Regions from separate parts of the Mus musculus genome. Here region 1 is linked to region 2. A link is a contact called in public Hi-C data. All regions are on one chromosome and are shown on one strand. Each heading gives the region's core, a stretch centred on a gene start, on an enhancer-like site or on the middle of the called end of the contact. The rest is flanking DNA. Distances are from core to core; before and after follow the strand shown. Region 1 overlaps Gm33104 (predicted gene, 33104). Region 2 has its middle 18 kb from the start of Olig3.

Region 1 (4,831 bases), core at 1,580-4,079, 120 kb before region 2:
CTAACGTGTCTGTTTTCAGTTTCTCCGAAACTCCCAGATCTCTAAGTTTAAGGTCAGGCTCTAAACCACACCACTATCACCATGCTCTGAGTGAGCGCAGAGCAGATTCCTGGCATTAAGTAAGTCTAAGTCTCAGCTGTTTAAACAAACACATCCTGTTGCTTGCTGTGAAGGAAACCACCTTTCACTGACCCTTCAGCGAGGCTGGTTAACTTTAGAAATTTGGAGACTGTGAATCCAGCAGTGTGTTGCAGGTTCAGACCCTAATTAAACTTTATCTTGAGTCATCTTCAGACCTCCCGCTGATGTGGGGTTTTTTTGTTTTTTTGTTTGTTTGTCTTTTTTTGTTTTGTTTTTTTCTGTTCCTGTCTGTTTGTTTTGTTTTTTGTTTTTTGTTTTGTCTTCTTTTTGTTTTGTTTTTTCTGTTCCTGTCCTTGTGACTTCAAGGTAGAACCTTGAATGAATGAACTTACAGACTATTGGCTTCTACCAACCCAAAAGCTAGTAGCATCACTGGATAGCATCTAAGGTATTCCAAAAAGTCCACCTCTTTGTTGTAACCTGCTTATCAAATGTTTGCACTAATACATTTAAAAAGTACCTTAATTTGGGGTTCCCTATTTCTGGAAAAGCACGAAATTGCTACCTCGTTGGAACGTGGTATTTGGAGAAAGTAAAATCTGTGTTCCTGAGCCATAGTCACTCATAACTGGCTCTAGAATAAACTATCTCTTATCTTGTTGAGGCGAGCTGTTTCTCTCATTGACAATAATAGGGGTCTATGCAGGAGCAAGAGTGAGTCATGGTGGGAGGTTGACCTCTGGCACCCACACATGTGCACCTGCTGGTCTGAGCCAGATGAACATTAACCAGCAAGCAGTTGTCATCTCTGTAATGGTCTTGATGAATGCTAGTTTTCTTTAGTGTCATCTTGCTCTCCTCACTTGCCTTTGCTAACTTTTCAAAACATGTTGTTCCTAATACACACTCCAAAATGTAGGCTTGCTTTCCCTCCCCGCTAGCATCTGTGAACTTAAAGGTGGTCATGTTTCTAATCTTTCATGCTACTATTTAAAAACATGTCCAAGGCTAATCTCACTTGCTAGAGGTGTACTTTGGCTCAGCATTCAAATAGGATCCATCCTTTCTCCATTTCTAAAACACAAAAATCAAGTCTCCCTTACTAAATTTTTTATTTCAGTCCCAGATGCCTTAGGTGTTATACCTATCTTAGATATTATACATATATTATCTATGTTAGATATATATTATACATATATTAGATATATCTGTCTTAGATGTTATACTGCCTTAGATAGATATACTATCCTCAAACATGGTCTCCCTCCATGTGGAGCTTGGAGATCTGAGATGTGCAAGCTTGTGGTATCTGAGAAAACCGCAGAAGCACGGTGACCCCTCTCATGTTTGATACCCATCTCTCCTTATGGTGATTTACACGAAAATGGCTCTCGCGGGCTTCCAAATTTCAATTCTTAGTCACCAGGTTATGAAACCGAGAAGGCTTAGGGGGATTAGGAGGTGTTGTCTTACTGAGAGTGGACTTTGAGACTGCAAAAGCCTACACTGGGCCCTGTGTCTCTCCCTCTGTCTTCTTGATGCCCGTGGAACAGGATGTAAAGCTGCCTGCTTGCCTGCCTGCTGCCATGCTCCCTGCCATGGTGACAAAAGACCAATCCTCTGAAGCTGTAAGCCAGCACCCAGTGAAATGTCTTCTTTTCTAAGAGAAAACATTTGGTCATGATCCCTTTTCAACAATACAAAGGTAACTAAGACATCCCTGAAGCAGGTCAGACCCAAATGTTGGCTGGTTTTATGTCAACTTGACCCAAGCTAGAGGAATCAGAGAGGAGGGAGCCTCACTTGAGACAATGACTCTTAAGATCCAGCTGTAAGGCATTTTCTCAATTAGTGACCAATGGAGCCGGGCCCAGCCACTGTAGGTGGCACCATCCCTGGCCTCCTACAAGAAAGCAGGCTGAGCAAGCCATGAGGAGCAAGCCAGTAAGCCGCACCCCTCCATGCTCTGTATCAGCTCCTGCCCTGAATGAACTCCTGCCCTGTTTGAGTTCCTGTCCTCACTGCTTTTGAGGATGAACTGTTCTGTGAAACTTGGGGCTAGAAAAGCCATTGAGTCACTTCTGTAAGAGCTTGCTGCAAACAGTAAAAAAAAAAAAAAAACCTGGAGGCCTAGCTTGTGCAGTGTCAGCGGGAAGAAAAGACTCTACAGGACATTTTGTGTGAAGGATCTGTAGTTTTGGTTAGCTGGGGATGAAGAACCATCTGTGATGAACAAGATACCAGAACTACTAAAGTAAAATCCTTGCTGGATACTCAATGCTGGTTGGCCAGAGCTGAGAATTTAGCCACGATTACGAAGAAAGCAGCATTGTTGGGGTAAAACTTTCGGGGGAAGTGTTTTCAAGAGATTCAGCACACAGAAGCTGTGTTCCAGACAAGGCCATAAGTTGGACCTTGCGCTGGTAGCTGAACTTGATAGTGCGCCAACAAGGAAACACTGCCTTGAGAGCCTCAGTCTGTTGGCTCAGTCTCAGATCTGATCTCTGGGCCAGAGCTTTTGGTCCGAATCTCAGCTCTGGTACTTGGTATTTGGTATTTGTATGGCATGAGCACGTGATAAACTTCTGTGTCCCGGTTTCCTCATTTGTAAATTTCAATTAAAAATCATAGACAATGCATCATATAAATGCACACGTGATTTTAATGTACTAGCAACAGTGTTTACACTGCAAAGGTTGTCATGGCAGCTGCTTGATCCATGTACATCGCTCAGAACGATGTAGGGTACATGCTGAGCTGCATAAAGTATTATTTTTGCTTTTGAATTTCGTCCGTTTCACATTGGGGGTGGGGACACATGTTTTTGTACTTAGGGGTTTTAACTTGGAAATCAGAAAACGGTTCTGGTTCTAAATAGCTGGAGCTAACCAACAACCTTGCGGGGGGGGGGGGGGGCGCCTCACCCCATCACAACCGCTTGAGGATGCTGCCCCCTGGTGGTCCTTCTCCGGGGCTTCTACCACTCTGTTTCAGTCATGCCAGAATTTTGTTTGTCTTCTCCTTCCTTTAATCTAAAGGTCAACCTATCAGCAGCTGCAGCATTCCCTCACAAGCGTTTCTCAAAACACAGTTTGTAAGTCGCAGATGTACATATGCATTTCCACCGTTTGGGTGGCAGCTAAACGTTATACTTTTGGTAGGAATGTTTAGAAATGGTGAGAAAATTATGTGTCCACTCAGAGCACCTATTATGTAATCTTTTTAATTGATACACTTGAAAATGAGGTAAGTACCTGAGGATTCAAGCAGAGTCCTCTTTAGTACTGATATAAGCATTCATATTTAAAAAAATCATTCTTATGGACTCTAGGATAAATGTCCTATTGCATACCAAAATATAGAGTTTAAAAATATTAACGTCATTACTTTGACAAAATTTCTCAGGATCAAAGAGATAAAAGTTACAATGTTTGCACTTATGCTGCACATGTGTACTCTGTTTGGTCCTGTTTTCACCTGGTCATCTGCAGTGCCCACCCCAGCAACCTCTATCTTATTTCTTCAGGAATTTTCCACAATAACAAACAAACAAACATAAAACAAACAAACAAAAACCATTTGTTTTCAAGAGGAACTATGCAAAACTCTTCCTTTTCGGTTCTTTTGCAAACTTACATGACCCTGGAAGGTAGCTCAAGGGCGGATCACCTCGTCTGGATCACCTCTGTTACACAATTCCTAGCACCAAAAAAGGCAACATCAGAAGATCGGTGAATACTTTTTTTTTTCCTTTTAACACATTTGCTATCGTTTCTGATGGAGAATAAAGAATGAGTCTGAAGTTGTTAGGCGCTCGCTCAGCCGGCTGGAAGCCCGACATTCTCTCTATGCTTCTGCTGCCCGGCATTGTGGACAGAACATTACTCAAACCACAGGCTCCAGACTCCCAGGTAACTGAAGCCAGCAGGAAGCTCTGTTTGATATCAAGTGTGTGCTTTATCGACCTTTTTGTTGTGATGGGAAGAAGGGAACCAGCTTTGCTTTTATCTTGCCCTGTCGTAACATTGCCCAGTAGGTGGAGGCTTTTTTGGTGCACTGTGGCCAAACTCTTTGATAGATGCTGAATTTGTGATCATAAATTTTCTATAATAATAATAATGATAATAATAATAATAATAAATCAATGTTCTTTCCATCACCGTTACTAACATAAAATCTTACACAGCCACGTGTTTTATTAAAGCGGATCTAAAATTCTGCATTCAGGAACCACCACATAGAAAATACAACTTAATTTTCTTTCCTAAGAGACAGAAGCCTGTCCGTCCAGGGACAAAGGCTTACATCTAACAAAGCAATTTTGAACTTTGGAGTCAACCATATAGACTTTGAGCTAAACACAGTCTCGGTGTCTTATTATATTAGAAATACTCCTGCAGAATAAGAAAATAAAGTGTCTTTGTTTCCTCTACAAGTACTTAGTTTTCAATGAGCAAGTTAGAGTTTTTATATTTCATTTAATGAATATGCCCCCCCAATTGTTTTGCTTTTACACATGTGATGAAGCTATATTAAATCTACCCTTTTTTTTTGTAGGATGCCCTTGTGGGTTTAGACCTGAACACAATACAGTCACTGAGCAGAGACCAGGCTTAGTGCAATCACAAGCTCACCCCAGTGTTCCTGTACCATACTCTGTGGCTCCTCGTCTACTTTGGATAGTACTTGTTCCAACTCCTTAAGAGTTCTAGTAATTTACAGAAAGAATTCTCTTCATTAAAAGATGAAA
Region 2 (4,993 bases), core at 1,997-4,496:
GGTGTAAGATCATGTCTATGTTTTCCTGTTTGGAATTCACACTATCCAGCCATATGATAAGGACCATTTCAGTGCGGGAACAAATGAGACAAGGATGGAAGAGAGACAGCAGGATAGTCAGTAGAGGGATCCTAGGGAAGCAATGTGAAAAACTTACAGAGGATCCTGATAGTTTTGTCAGCCTGACATCATGTAGAGTCGCCTGGGGAAAGAGTCTCAGTGAGGGCTGTTGAGATAAGGTTGACCTGTAGGCTCAAGTGGAGGGATTGTCCTGACTCCTGTCATTAACATGCAGAACCTTCGGAAGCTGCAATTATTTGTTGGATTTTCTTTTTTTAACCAGATGAAAAGGAATTCTGCTGGACTACTCGATTGTGACCAGTAGATAACGCAGTGGTTCCAGCAATGCTGGGCCCCACTGGTGCGTCAGAAACTCTCTTTTAGAAGAGCCATTCTTGTTCATGCCCACCTCCATGTTAGAGGTCCTAGAAGTTTGCTAGAGAAAGGATGTTATGTAAAAAAAAATCACAAACACAATGAAGCAGTTATTATTTTGAGAGATCAAATTTGATGATAGTTGGTTGGTTTCTCAGTGGTGTGTTGTCAAAATCAGAATAGCAGGGAAGCTGTGTGTGAACACTATCTTAGTAAAATGATTAAGTTTCTACTTAAAATAATACAAAATACAAATTGCCTAGCGGGGCCAGATCAAGTGGGGTCGGAGAGAGAAGAAAAAGTGTCTGAAGACAACCACAGTGTACTTACATATAATAAATAAATAAATCTTAAAAAAAATACAACTCTCCCTCATTTTTTTACTCCTGTTTTATCTATTAATACTACGTTAAACATTTGCATCCCCTTCTTTTATAGTTACTGGGACACATTATTTTTGCATATTTTTTTAATTTAATAACAGCTCTTCTCCAGTGGCTTCACTCCAAGTTTAGTCCACCTAATGCCTACTGGGCAAAGTGGGTGACACTATTTGTAGATCCATAAAGCATTTGGGACCCTCCTGAGTGAAATGCGGTGTCTGAATTATAAGACCATCATCATTAACAATTGGCAGGAGCTAGCTCTTAATTCTCCTGGAGAGATTACAGGGTTTGAAGGATGTTCCTCATAATCACTATGCTGACCTCACCTAACGGAAACTTGCACCATTAGAAAGGAATCTGGTGCTAAGCTCCCCAAGGTCCAAGCCTCCCTTCTGAAGAGCAGGGCACAGTCTGGGGTGAAGAAATGACATTCTTTTGCCAGAGAAAATGGTTACAACAGTTGGCAATCATTATCCAGAATATTGCTTCAGGGAAACTAACTATGAGAGGTGTCATAGAAGAAAAGGGAGACACGGGTCAACTTCATCAGCTCACTAACCTGCATACACACTCCCGATAGCCTATGAATCTGTGAGCTCTCTATATCTGCATGAGAGAATTAACTTTGATTTATGTAGTAAATAATAGCAAGTGTAAGTTACAAAGTATATAAATGTACAGTAGGCATTCTATACACTTTTTATCATTGGTATTTTCCAACATAAGATAAGTCGACTGGGCAGGGCTGGGTGACACTTGACTCTAATCCCAGCACTCGGGGGCGGGGTGGGAGGTAAGGACAGGGGCAGGAGGATTTCTGAGTTTGAGGGCAGCCTGAGCTAGACAGAGAAATTCTGTCTAAAAAAGATAGAAAGACAGGCAGATGACAGACAGACAGACTGGGATTGAAATTGGCATAAATGTGGCACATTGTACAGGACTACATTGTTTTAAAATGCCATAGACTGATGCTATATATAGCTCAGAAGAGGGCTTTCCTGCAGTGTGTACAGGGCCTCAACAATCAATTCCAGCCTCTATAAAAGTAAGGAAGAAAGACCAACAAAGAGATGGAGAGAAAGGTAGGGAGAAAGGAAGAAGGGAAGGAGGACAGACTGAGGGATGGCTAGAGTAGGTAACTCCTTTGGAATACAAAGGTTGCTGCCCTTTGCATATGTATACACAGAATTATAATAGAGACTCAGAATTCAGCATCTGATATAATGTCAAAGGAACAGGTAACTGGAACACTGGCCATGTTTCTAGTGATAATTCTAAAAGGTTACTCGCTTGCAAGGGGCCACTGGCCAGACTCCAAAACAAATGTGTGAAGTACATTAACACAGGAAAGAATAAAACACACCACTGTAGAATGCTTGCTCTTGTCCAAGATTGTTCAAAGTAGCTACTTATCAACTTTACCCTTTACAATGACTTAACAAAGCAAGTATTATTAGACTAGTTCCATCTCACAAACAAGGACATGAAGGCTGAAAGGAGTGGGCAATGTGAGGTGGTGAAGCCAGGGTTTAAGGGTCATACCAGCCTTTAGCCTCAAATGTATTGGCCAGAGTTAGAATCTTTCAGATCTCCAAGCATAAAGTAGGACGCTGATGCCTAACTGATAACATTAGCGGGAGTATCAAACATTTGATGCCAGCCATGCCCACAACACTTGATATATCAGAGCTTCTCAATAAATGTCATCTCCTTCCAAATCCCTCTTCTGGGTCTCCCTCTCACTCTCTCATTTTCTTCCATTCTTTCCCTTTGGTTCATTAGTAGCTGTCCGTGTATTGGAGGCATTACATCTGCAAAGATTAATGGGCTGGCAACCTGCTTTCCAATTGGGGGTGATGCCAGAAGCCAAAGGGATGGTGGCTGGAACCTTTGCCACTCTTGGGATTTCCCTCGCCATTTATCCAAGGCAGTGCCACTGAAGGTCACTTGGGTATGAAGTGTGACTTAGGGAGGCCCTGGGGTGAAGGAAGATCTGTTGCTCTGAGGATCAAAACTAGTCTGATGGCAGGTTCAAGCAAGGCCCCGCAGGAAGTGCTGGTACTCCAAGTGAGATGGCTCCAAGATGGTATTTGGTGACCACACCATTGTCATAAAGCCCTCATTTAGATTCATCTGCATGAATCTCCAAGAGCTGAGGCTGAGGTAATGTCAGCCGGGCAGTCTCTCTCCTTACTTCTTTCATATCCCCCTTGTCAACACTTTAAAAGTAAGATGGCTCATTCTGCGCCTGACAAGAAAGGACAGATCACTTTCTCAGATGCTGCTTCCAGCAGAGGCAAGGCTGGTACACTCTCGCAGGGAGTCCCTGAACCACAGGTTGCTGGCAGGCAGACAAACACTCGCTGACAGCCATTTGTGACCAACTATGAAACACCATCTGCTGTGGTTGGGGGGGGGGAGGAACTGCTCCAGCAAGTGAGAGCCGTTGTGGAGCCCCTTCTCTGTGTTAACTGGAGGCAGCCTTCAGACAGCCTTAAAGGAAAGCCTGTTCTGTACTCCGGACGGTATCTGCCATCCACATTCACACATACACATTGTAGAATACCACTGCTTTTCTAGACGTCAAAACATCTCAAATCCTTTCTATCAAAAAAATGAACCATTGAATTCAGATGAACAATATTTTGAAGCAAATACTATTCAGAACTTTAGAGCATCAAGCCAGACTGTGCTCAGCTGTTACAACAAGAACAACAGACTAGTCCAATGTTCTCATACAAGATTTTAAAACAGTGTCATGATTCATCTCTCAGAAGTCGAGCTCACAACTCTGAAAGGAGTTCTACTCCTGAATCTTGATGTGAGGAGGGAAGCGCAACTCTTCAACCTGAATAATAAAAGATTATTCAGAAGCTAAATATTTGCTGGGAGAGGAGGCTTCCAATGTTTAAGACACTTAGGAAAAAGGCATCTTCGTGCTCATTAACTTTAATAGGGCCCGCAGCCGACAATCCACGCCAACTCTCTTGTTCTCTGAGCGGAAGTCTAAATTTTCATTTTTAGGAGTCTTAATAGTCCTTTCTCATGATTAAGTAATGAGAGCTGCCACCAAAGTATCCGAAGTTTAGCTGATCTTGCATTTATCCTTATAGGTCTAGGGAAGATCATAAAACAAAAAATGTCCAAATGCCAAGTACATAAGCAACGTGGATTGATAGATATGTCCATGTCCTGATGCTTCAGGGTAGAGAAATACCAGTCAGTGATGCAATTTTCTGGACTTAACTACAGGGAAACCTTTTATACACATTAAAATATCTGACTTTCGTAATCTAGCTCCCAGATGGAACACCAGTTCAGTGTGTCGTTTTCCAAGTTCAAGCCTATTGGAGTGTCCCTTCTTCTCAAAACTTCTTAAGGTGGATAGGTTGGATTCAGAATACGTGTCGTTCAATGTTAGACGCTTAGAATAAAACAGGCACTACGGTTTCAAGGCCAAGAGTCCAATAACCACAAGAAAACACAGAATAGTCTCTGAAACCTATGTCCTGGAGGGAGGGGAGGGAGGGGTAGGATGGTAGCCTGGGTCTTTATGAATCCCACTATATCAAAATGTGGGTAAGACCTGCTCATGGGAACGGAACATGTCCGTGAGGGAGGATAAGGAAGAGATATTTAAATGTGTGTTCACTTATGACTGTGCAATATGAAAAACAAATCTAAACATTTGTCTGTAGAATCAGGTGATGATTGGCTGTCTGCCGTCTCAGGGGGAGCAGGAAAATGGTCTATGCACCTGCCACCTAATTCAGTTTAAAACCTGACACATTTACCAAGAGTGGGCTGGCATAATGAAGTTCATTCAGGCTGTCAGTGCAGTCAATAACTTATCCCCAACTGCTTTTGTTTCAGCAGAGGCAGCTCCTCTAATCGGCTGAGGTACTTATTCAAGTAAAATTTATTTTCAGTTGCAGGCCAGAATGCCATGGGCGCAGGCCTGGCTTTGATAGGACTTTTTGCTCAAGGCTACGCTATTGTTAAAGTTTGTGCCTATTGTCTGGGGTCTTTGATCTGTCAAAGACACTTAACAAGCTGGTAAAAAACTGTTTCAGATAACAGGTGTGTCCTTTGAGAGCACGGAGACACTTTTCAGCTCCTTTACAGGCCTGGATTGAGGACCAACAGAAATTTACAAGCTGATTGGTGGTGAT

Evidence for each region. A called contact is a pair of places that touch in the nucleus more often than the background predicts.
Region 1: a Hi-C map of double positive thymocytes shows a contact between it and region 2, with 2.0 times the contacts expected there. The contact joins two enhancer-like sites. A contact is called at or near these places in 5 of 39 promoter capture datasets (the 3T3-L1 cell line, 3T3-L1-derived adipocytes, the C10 cell line and 2 more), 4 of 484 Hi-C or Micro-C datasets (the 63-12 cell line, the P5424 cell line, double positive thymocytes and 1 more), 1 of 115 datasets of contacts at active chromatin or transcription factors (embryonic hindbrain) and 1 of 9 other capture datasets (embryonic stem cells).

The regions. Positions count from the first base shown.
Region 1 is chr10:19,489,904-19,494,734 of GRCm38.p6, reverse strand. It overlaps Gm33104 (predicted gene, 33104), which reads right to left. Exons shown (of 4, transcript NR_152784.1): 2 at 3,718-3,780. Among named protein-coding and RNA genes, the nearest start is that of Gm33104, 5.6 kb to the right of the region's middle. Within about 2 kb of position 2,829, at least 26 of the 459 cell types and tissues checked have an H3K27ac peak or open chromatin away from gene starts, as enhancers often do. A contact at or near this core is called in the P5424 cell line and double positive thymocytes, where this site is marked.
Region 2 is chr10:19,372,199-19,377,191 of GRCm38.p6, reverse strand. No RefSeq gene overlaps it. Among named protein-coding and RNA genes, the nearest start is that of Olig3, 18 kb to the right of the region's middle. Within about 2 kb of position 3,246, at least 27 of the 459 cell types and tissues checked have an H3K27ac peak or open chromatin away from gene starts, as enhancers often do. A contact at or near this core is called in the P5424 cell line and double positive thymocytes, where this site is marked.